Linked DNA regions of Mus musculus: region 1 is linked to region 2. Evidence: chromatin contacts called from public HiChIP or PLAC-seq data. All regions are on one chromosome and are shown on one strand. The core of a region is the stretch at or near the end of the contact, and the rest is flanking DNA. Distances in the headings are between cores, read along the strand shown. Region 1 holds the start of Frat1 (frequently rearranged in advanced T cell lymphomas). Region 2 holds the start of Zfp518a (zinc finger protein 518A).

Region 1 (4,622 bases), core at 661-3,160, 940 kb after region 2:
TCTGGATGTGGAGTTAGTTACCAATCTTTGTGAGCCTCTGGGAGTACTGAGAACCAAGCCCCGGTCTTTCAGAAGAGCAGCCAGTGCTCTTTAGTCGTGAACTCTTAAGTCTTATTATTTACTTACTTCTGAATTCAGTCTCACCATTTTGTCTCACACTAATCTAGAACTCATGGATTTGAGCAATCTTCCCAACTCTGCCTCTCCAGCCAAGTGTAAGCCCTGGCTGCTGCACTCAGCTCCTGCTCAGGACTAGAAAGTAGCTGCCTGAACACTGTCAGACTCTTCACTGGCCTTGGTGTGTCTGTTCCTAAATGCTTTATGACTAGGGTTTTTTTGGTTTTTTTGTTTTGTTTTGTTTTTGTTTTTTGGTTTTTCGAGACAGGGTTTCTCTGTATAGCCCTGGCTGTCCTGGAACTCACTTTGTAGACCAGGCTGGCCTCGAACTCAGAAATCTGTCTGCCTCTGCCTCCTGAGTGCTGGGATTAAAGGTGTGCGCCACCATGCCCGGCACTATGACTAGTTTTAAAGCAACTTTATATTACACAATTTACACGTTACAAATTCACTTATTTTAAGTTCTCTCTCTCTCTCTCTCTCTCTCTCTCTCTGTGTGTGTGTGTGTGTGTGTGTGTGTGTGTAATAGAAACTAGGCCACAGAGTTCTGTGTATCAGGCTGGCCTCAAATTTGCTATTTGGCCAGGAATAATTTTGAACTTGTGATCCTCCTGCCTCTGCCTTCCTAGTGTTGGGATTACAGATGTGTGTCACCACCCAGGGGTCTGTTGAAGTCCATTTGAAAATGATCATCATCAGCCAGGCGTGGTGAGTTCCAAGACAGGCAGGGCTATACAGAGAAACCCTGTCTTGAAAACAAAGAAAGAAAGAAAGAAAGAAAGAAAGAAAGAAAGAAAGAAAGAAAGAAAGCGGTCATCAAATTACTGTTCGCTCAGAAGGAAAGCATTCCTGCCATGTGCAAGGCCCTGGATGTAATCCCCAACCCTTCCAAAAAAAATCATTAAATAAACACACTTGACCTAGTGGTTCCCAACCTGTAAGCAAGAGGATAAAGAGTTCAAGGTTATCCTCAGCTACACAGCCAATCCAAGAGCATACTCAAGGCCCTTTCACAAAATAAATAAATATTAAAAAAAAAAACTAATAAAGGTTTGGTTAACCATTAATTCAACAATGCTATCTGGAACAGTTAAGATGGCCGAGGCTCTGTTTTCATATAACCAGCTCACCACTGCTACCCTTTCTAGATGACTAGTCTTCATTTGACTACTGAATTTCGTTAACACGCATTCACTTGCCATATTACAGTTCCTTGCAAAGAGCCAGTAGTCAACGCAGCCCCTAAATGCCCTGGAACCCAAGCCAAAAAACCACGAAATCTGTGGCCGGTTTGCGTTCCAGCTCAGCCATCCACATCAGACAAGGTCTCCATCCTCCTTTCCATCTTTGGCAACAACCTTTTCCTAATCGTCACTCCGAGTCCAAACCTCACTCCCTCTCCTTTCCAGCCTCCTCTGACTCTGTCACCCAAACCTTTAAAAAAAAAAAAAAAAAAAAAAAAAAAAAAAAAAAAAAAAAAAAAAAAGCCACCGCCTAAACCAAACCACTTGACGTGCTGAGGGGAGTGTGTGGAGGTGTAAGTGTGTGGAAGTGACTGTGTGTGGAAGAAACCAATCGAGTCCCCCAAGGTGTCCATCTTGTGGAATGCCAATTAGGCCCGGCTGAGCGAACCAGAATCAACTTCCCAGTGCATCCCCGCACACAGTAGGCACGCCGATGAGGCTCGGGGGCAGCCAGGCTCTACTCTGTGCCCTGGCCCTACAGGCTCACTACTGCCAAGGAGACAGCACCCCCCGGCCGCGCACGGTGGTAGGAGCCACGCGACGTCACCCATTGTTTACAAATCAACCCAAGCCGGCAGCGTTCCGGCTCCCGCGGCTCTAAGGCGCGCGGTGCCACTGCCCGGTGGTCCCTGCCTAGCCCGGCTTGGGCCTCCGCCTCGCTCCCGCCCCAGCCGCGGCTCGCCGAGCCCGCGGCCAACCGAGCTGCCAGCGACGCCCGCACAGCCGCGGGGGCCCGGGCGGGGGGCCATGCCTTGCCGGAGGGAGGAGGAGGAGGAAGCCGGCGACGAGGCGGAGGGGGAGGAGGACGACGACAGCTTCCTCCTGCTGCAGCAGTCGGTGACTCTGGGTGGCTCGACCGACGTGGACCAGCTCATCGTCCAGATCGGCGAGACGCTGCAGCTGGACGCAGCGCACGATCGCCCGGCCTCGCCGTGTGCCGCCCCGGGTCCCCCGCCCCCGCAGGTCCTGGCGGCGCTGCCGGCGGACAAGACCGGGACCCCAGCTAGGAGGCTGCTGCGGCCGACGGGGTCAGCGGAGACCGGGAACCCTGCGCCCCCGGGGGCCGTGCGCTGCGTGCTAGGGGAGCGCGGGCGCGTGCGGGGACGGTCGGCGCCCTACTGCGTGGCGGAGATCTCCCCCGGCGCCAGCGCGCTGCCCCAGCAGCCGGGCCTTGACGGACCCCCGGGGACCGGCAAACTAAGCACCCCGCAGCCACTGTCGGGCCCGTGCCGCCGGGGTTGGCTCCGGAACGCAGCCGCGTCCCGCCGCTTGCAACAGCGACGCGGATCTCAGCCGGAGACCCGCACTGGCGACGACGACGACCCGCACCGGCTCCTGCAGCAGCTCGTGCTCTCGGGAAACCTCATCAAGGAGGCGGTGCGCAGACTTCATTCGCGACAGCTACAGTTACACGCAAAGCTTCCCGCACACCCGTTCCTCGGGCCTCTGTCAGCCCCAGTGCATGAGCCGCCTTCGCCCGGGAGCCCTCGCGCGGCCTGCAGCGACCCTGGCGCTTTCATGGGGAGGGCGCAGCTCAGAACTGGGGACGACCTTCTTGTCCCTGGCAGCTAACAACCTAAGTGGCCACAGCACCAGCCTGTAGCCGGGGACCAAGGGATTTACCCAGGGCTTCACCCAGCCGGAGCTGGTGGTGGACTCGAGCATTATTTGGAAACGGGAAAATAAGCTAAGGAAGACAGCCGAAATATCGCAGATATTTTCATGGGTAACTGAAATTGAAAGCCCCGAACTGTTTGAAACCCAGGACTTAGGTTTGTTTAAAGCAGAATCTACAGAGCGCACCGCAGGCTGTCAGCAGGGCTCCTTTTTTTTTTTTTTTTTTTTTTTTTTTTGGCGTGATTCAACCTGGTCGCTGCAATTCCACGCAGACTCTCCTGGCCAAGCGGGGACCACGTGGCCACGGTGCATGCTCTCAGGATCGGCTCAGCCTGCTATGGAACGAAGGACGATGATCCCCATTACTTGCTGTACTTTTTCAGGGCTGGTTCCTGATCCATTTTCGGGGAGGGGGAAACAAGAGTGGACTTAATTTCGGGGGGCGCCCCCCCTCCAAAATGCCACACTTGAACATTTAACGACAGTTAAAAGACCATCTCATCATCCTTTGCGGTGCTGGTTTCAATGTAAAACATGCGGTACAACGAGAGGACCCTCTTGGGGCTGAATAGAAGTAACCGTTTTTTTGTCCGTTCCCTTTTTCTTTCAAAGGGTTGCTGTTAGCAGAGTGTTGAGGGAAAGCTGCACCCCATGAGTGTAAGGTGGAGACAGCAGTGAGCTGTGTTGGGTAATGGAAGGGTATGGCGAAGCAAGGAGTGACCCCCTCCTGCCTTCGTAAAGTGTGTTTTTAAAGGAGACCCATCCCTTTGGGGGTTCAAGGTCACTGTTTCCTGGGTGTGCACCGTGTAGTGGGACTCCAACACGGAGACAACCGAATGGCCTTGCTAGGAAGAGAGCACACTGTTTTGCAAATGCAAGAGTCCCCTAAGGACGCTCCCGCCACATCCCAGAGGAGGTGGGGATGGCGAGTGCTGAGTGTGCTTCCCGTCCGAGGCCACCGCCCCTGCCCCTCCACCTGGCTTGCAGACAAACTGCCTTGAGACAGTGACCGAGTACCACCTTTCCCCCTTGGTTCTGCTGCCCTACTCAAGCAGGGTGGCGCTGATGATGCTAGGGGCCAGGGTAGGGGATTGGGGAGATTCCACATAATGGGCACTCCAGGGACACAGCTTGGGACACAGTCTCACACAGCCTCTTCTAATGGGCTCTCGGGGCCATTTGTAATAACAGCTGCAGTTCCCTGGATAGACAGAGTTGATTTCCTCCTGACCCTCCCCCAGCTGTGCCAGCTGGCCTTTGTAAGGGAAGGAACCCTAGTAGAAAATGTGACCCTCCAAATGGGAAAGCTGCAGGTTTTTCTGCTATTGTGACTGTGAAGTGCTTGGAAACACTGTTCACTCTGAGCGACCATTTCGTTTTAGTTTTCTGGAGTCAATGGCTTGTTCAGCATCCAGATGTGGCTGTTGACATATCTACACTTCGCACCGGAGTGACTGGAATTGTGGCTGTCCTGATTATAGGATTTTAACTGAAATAACTGTTTTTGAATAAATGTGTTGGGTTCCCCTCACACACACCCCCACACCCCGGCTTTTATTTTGTACTTGCCTCCAGTGCGAAAGATGAACAGAACACATTTCTCTGATCTCCATAAACATGAAAACACTTGAAATCTCTGTCGGC
Region 2 (4,692 bases), core at 1,644-4,143:
TTGAAGATAACATTGAGAGCTCTTTGCTAAGAATGGAACGTCTTCTCATCCCTGAGCCATGATGATAAAGGGTGAAGTGAATGGATTTGGCTACTAAAGAGAGGAAGAAAAGAAAAAAAGGAAAGGAAAACATTGGGGAAAATATCACTTGAAGCTCAGCTACCATTTTATAGCTTGCCATTAGTGACCAGCCCATAATAGCCTTGATCAAGGTGTATGGCCATTTTATGTTAGATCATCCACATTCTTTATGTCTAATTTGTCCACATTCAGATGCATTGGATTATATTTTGGGGGCAGGGTGCATGGAGTTGAGTTGAAAGATCAACAAAAGAGATAAAAATCATAGGAGACTCTTGCTCTTTAATTTAAAAATCTTGCGGGGCAGTGGTGGCACATATCTTTAATCCCTCTACACAGGAGGTAGCACCAGGTGGATCAGTTTGAGGCCAGCCTGATCTACAGAGAGAGTTCAAGGACAGCCAGGGTTATTTAGAGAGACCCTGTCTTGAAAACAAACAAAAAATAAGCAAACATCTGGTTTTTCATTATAATTGAAGTACTTACGGTATACCAAGCTATACTTACTTTTCTGTGAACTTATATATAAGAGAGCTGCCACATTATGATATGATGTCATATGATTCAGAGGACAGAATGCTTAAAGTAAAATGCATTATATCTATTTATTTTGTTATTATTTTACATTAACCCACTTTATGATACAATGACCATGAGGACAGAATGCCTAAAGCGAAATGCATTATATCCATTTATTTTCATTATTTTATATTAACCCCCTTTATGATACAATGACCATGAATTAATAATACATTTAAACAAAGGATTTGTAAGCAAGAAGGAAACTTTGCGACTGTCACCACCAGGTTTAGTATGAGAAGATAAGAGGTTATTGTCCACTGCGAGTAAATTGCAGGTTCATCTTCAGAGCAGCCTATCTCTGAAAGCATTAATATGGTTATCCTATTCCCATGAACTATCTTTAAGTTTGGAACGTTCTAAAATCTTTTTATTTTTTGAGCTATTACCCAGCGTTTGTTCATTTGCAGTTTTAGAGTCTATCTCCTCTTCCTTTCTGTTTCACTCCTTTTGTTATTAACTTCAGTGTTCAGAACTTTAAAAGAGCAAAGAGTAAGAGTTTGATAAAAATGAAAAAACTGGACAAGGAAAAGAGAGAGAGTTCACCAACATTCTAGCTTATTTAGCATGCAATGAAAACTTTGAGTCTTCTAGAATTAAACACAGGTTTTCAAGGTGAACATAGATGCAAAAATAAAGTTTTATGAGAATACTACAGAACATGATGATGCATCATTTTTGTCATGTAAATTATAAAAGCTATAACAAAACTAACTACTCACAGTCCAAAACAACTTTTTTTTTTCCTATTAAAAAACAAACAGGCTTTTCTCCACTTCTCTCCTCAGCAATGTGTGTCCTCTTTTCTGGAACAATGAAAATATTGTGTTAAGGAGAAAATCTACCAGCACTCAGGAAACAGAGGCAGGCAGAGCTTTGTAAGCTGGAGGCCAGCCTGGTCTACAAATTGAGTTCCAGGACAGCCAGGGCTCTGTTACACTGTCTCAGGGCCTGTTACCCTGCCCCCCCCCAAAGAAAATCTATTTTGCAAACATCATTATAGATTATAAATATGCCCTTTTGATATTAATAGATTTCACCTTCACTTTTATAGTTATGTTTGTACTTCTTGTGTGAATTTCAGCTTGCCGCTTCTAGGAGGACTGTTGTACAAACCACCCAAAACTAAGGGTTCTCCGTGTGTGTTTTATTCCTTTCTTTTTCTTTTTCTTTTTCTTTTTCTTTTTTTTAATTTAAAGGGTAAAGTCCGTGTGGCACAGGTCAATGCGTTCAAAAGCATATCCTAAGAAAGTGGAAAATTCTTAACAGTTTTAAAATTGGTTTTAAGAAAAATTTGTGCGTGTCAGGAGTTATTTGGGTTACCCCTTGCCCCCACGCATCCCCCCCCCCAAAAAAAAAAACTACGGCCCACAGTTGAAGCCAAAATTCTCAGATTCGATCTTTTATATTTTGCTATATCCCTCCGCCTCGAGTTTTTGACGGCGGCAGTTTCCACAGTGCTTCCACGTGTGTTTTTTGTCCTTTTTTTCTTTTAAGGGAGGTAATTATTTACCAAGTGAGATTAGTAGGCTTCTGAAACGTTCTGAAAGAGAGGAGCCACATTTGGACTTTGTACGACTCTTGTGTGGGGTGGGGAAGGATTCTTTTCTTGGGGGCAAGGATTCCATTTTTGAGTCTGTGAGGGGCGTGCGAGGGTTTTCCTTCGCTGAGAGGACTTCCTTCGCTCAGACGAGTCCTCCGTGCCGTGGGAGGAGGTCGTGTCGCGGCGGGAGAGAAGAGTGTCCCTCACAGGTAGCCTGTGCGTGGGGCTGCTCTGGAGCTCAGGGTTGGCTCCCTTGTGGGCCAGAGCTTTGGGTAGCAGCTTCGTCCAACCACTGGGACGTCAAAGGGATACCACAACTCGCGTGATCCGAGTAAGTACAGGGAACACGCCATTTGCTAAGATGGGGGCTGCCTAAAACCTCTGGGTTGAGGCCATTTCCTGTCAACCAAGGCTTGCCAAGCACACCAGTTCCTGCTTCTGGTGTCTACTTGGGAAAGGACGGTAGCCATTTTCCCCGTTCTTCCCCCCGCAGTAGGATCCCCGCGGCTGGTGAGTAGACGGGGGGCGGTGAGGCGGGACGCAGGGAGGCGCCGTATGACGAGGTCAGCCGTGGACTCAGCGCCATGGCCTACTCTCGGGAGGCTGAGGCGGGGGCCCTTCCGGCCGCCGTTCCCTTCCGCTCGCCTCAGGTGCAGCGCGGATCCCTCCGCCGCAGCGTGCGCTGCCGGCAGCGCGGCGCTCGGCTTTCCGGCAGTACCCGGATGGAGGGGTAATGGCCGCCATCTGGGACTCGCAGGCAATGGGGACCACGGCAGGTATTCCCTGTGTGCGGAGCCGCCAAGACCAGTTAGGATGTCGGGACGCACAGAGAGACGGCAAGGGGCCAAGGGCGAAATCGTGGGGTGCTAGGGTTCCCCCCAAATGGTCTTGGGGGGGATCCGCCTCTTGCGCTAGGAAGCTCATGTTAAATAGTCCCGTCCATTCAGCGCTTCCGGCCAACTTGCCGCAAAGTTTTCTAGAGAAGTCCTTGGTTTCTAACCCGGGGCTCTTGCTAGCTCTTAGGGCTGGTCATTGTCGTCTCGGCTTGGGCTGGTTGTAAGTTTGTCCCTAAGAACTCCCCCACGGTCTCAGAGCCTAGGACTTGGGCGCGCGCGCACGGCGCGGCGACAGTGTACATCCGCGCGCCCGAGGGGCAGCGGAACTCCGGGGAAAGGGGCGGATCGGGCGCGGCGTTTTGGGGGCGATGCGGGGGCGTTTGGCGCGCGAAGCCATCGCTCGTCGGGTTCCGCGCCCGGTGGAGACGGGCTGGGCAGCCCTCAGTCCGCACCCCTCGAGCTGTAGGTTCGCGGGCCCGCCTCGACGGCATCCCTACTATGGGCCCAGTCTATGGCTATTGGGGGTTCTTCCTTGCAGAGACTCCCCGCTCTCTTGGCGCACGCACTGCGCGCCCTCAGAGTTGGGCAAGAAAGTGGTCCTCTTGTAGACTGCCCCCACCACCACCACACCCAGTGGCATATGGATTTCTTTGTCACGGGCTTTTTTTTTTTTTTTCCCCACTTGTAGGGTCCATCTTGAATCTGTTCTTAACATGGTGTCCTCTTTGTTAAGTGGGTAGTATCTTGAGTTAGATGGCTTTGGTAACTCAAAAGTATTGGGTCTGAATGCATAGATGATGTGATTTAACTCTTATCTAGACCAATGGAACAGATGCAACTTCAAAGTTTAGAAAACAAAAGTTAAGGGTCAGTTTTCGCTTCAGGTTTAAATTTGGGTTATTTTAGTTTTTGTAAATTATTTTTTTCAAAAGTCTTGAAAATGGGGAAAGGGGTCAGTTTTTGAGGAATTCATGAGAATGTTGAACTGTCTGTGATTATCTCAGGGATGTAATGTAAAAACAACTCACAGCGTGGTTAATTTGAAAGTCTGGTTTTCTTAAGGCACATTTTACTAATAATAATTGAATTGCTTTTTTTCCCAGCAAAACAGGTCTGATTTGAGTGTGCTCTAAAGTTTGTATGGTCAGAATGAATAGAGAGACTTGCTGAAATTCCCTAACATTTTTAAAGTTATAGCTGCAGATCTGTTAATTATCCTTCAACAAAGCTGTATTTTTCTTTAGAAAGTCAAAAGGGGCAATTCGTACTAGCACTTGAGGGGTGTTGGCTTTCTATGGCGTAGGTAAGCATAGTAGACCTTACTCTTTTCTGTTTTTTTTTCCAAATTATGATTACCAATTCAAACATTATATGTCAGATGTCTGAACAGATAAAAGGATAGCAACTCCAGCGACTGTGTCTTTGTGAGCTCATAGCAAATAAACTTAAATACTGGAGGGTTTTATCATAACCACCTTCACATTTTATGATATTTTTTCTGGAAGTAGTATAGTGTGGTTCCAAAAGCTGCTGTATTTTGAAATATTTTAAATGAGAAACTTTCTATCTAAATATAGTTTGAGTGAAAAAACCCACAAAACCTTACAATGCCCTTTTAATGTACTTTTATTGCAAGTGTTGGGGCTTACTCTC

The links. HiChIP or PLAC-seq counts read pairs in DNA pulled down with a chosen protein or histone mark.
Region 1: a contact with region 2 is called in an HNF4G HiChIP or PLAC-seq map of pancreatic cancer cells. The contact joins the promoter of Frat1 here to the promoter of Zfp518a in region 2. A contact is called at or near these places in 4 of 39 promoter capture datasets (liver, neural stem cells and pre-B cells) and 2 of 115 datasets of contacts at active chromatin or transcription factors (large pre-B cells and pancreatic cancer cells).

The regions. Positions count from the first base shown.
Region 1 is chr19:41,828,060-41,832,681 of GRCm38.p6, forward strand. Frat1 (frequently rearranged in advanced T cell lymphomas) reads left to right here and starts at 1,911. Exons shown (of 1, transcript NM_008043.3): 1 at 1,911-4,524. The coding sequence starts at 2,109. The coding sequence ends at 2,933.
Region 2 is chr19:40,891,812-40,896,503 of GRCm38.p6, forward strand. It overlaps Zfp518a (zinc finger protein 518A), which reads left to right and starts at 2,894. Exons shown (of 5, transcript NM_028319.1): 1 at 2,894-2,979. It overlaps Mir8092 (microRNA 8092), which reads left to right and starts at 2,892; the gene lies at 2,892-2,978.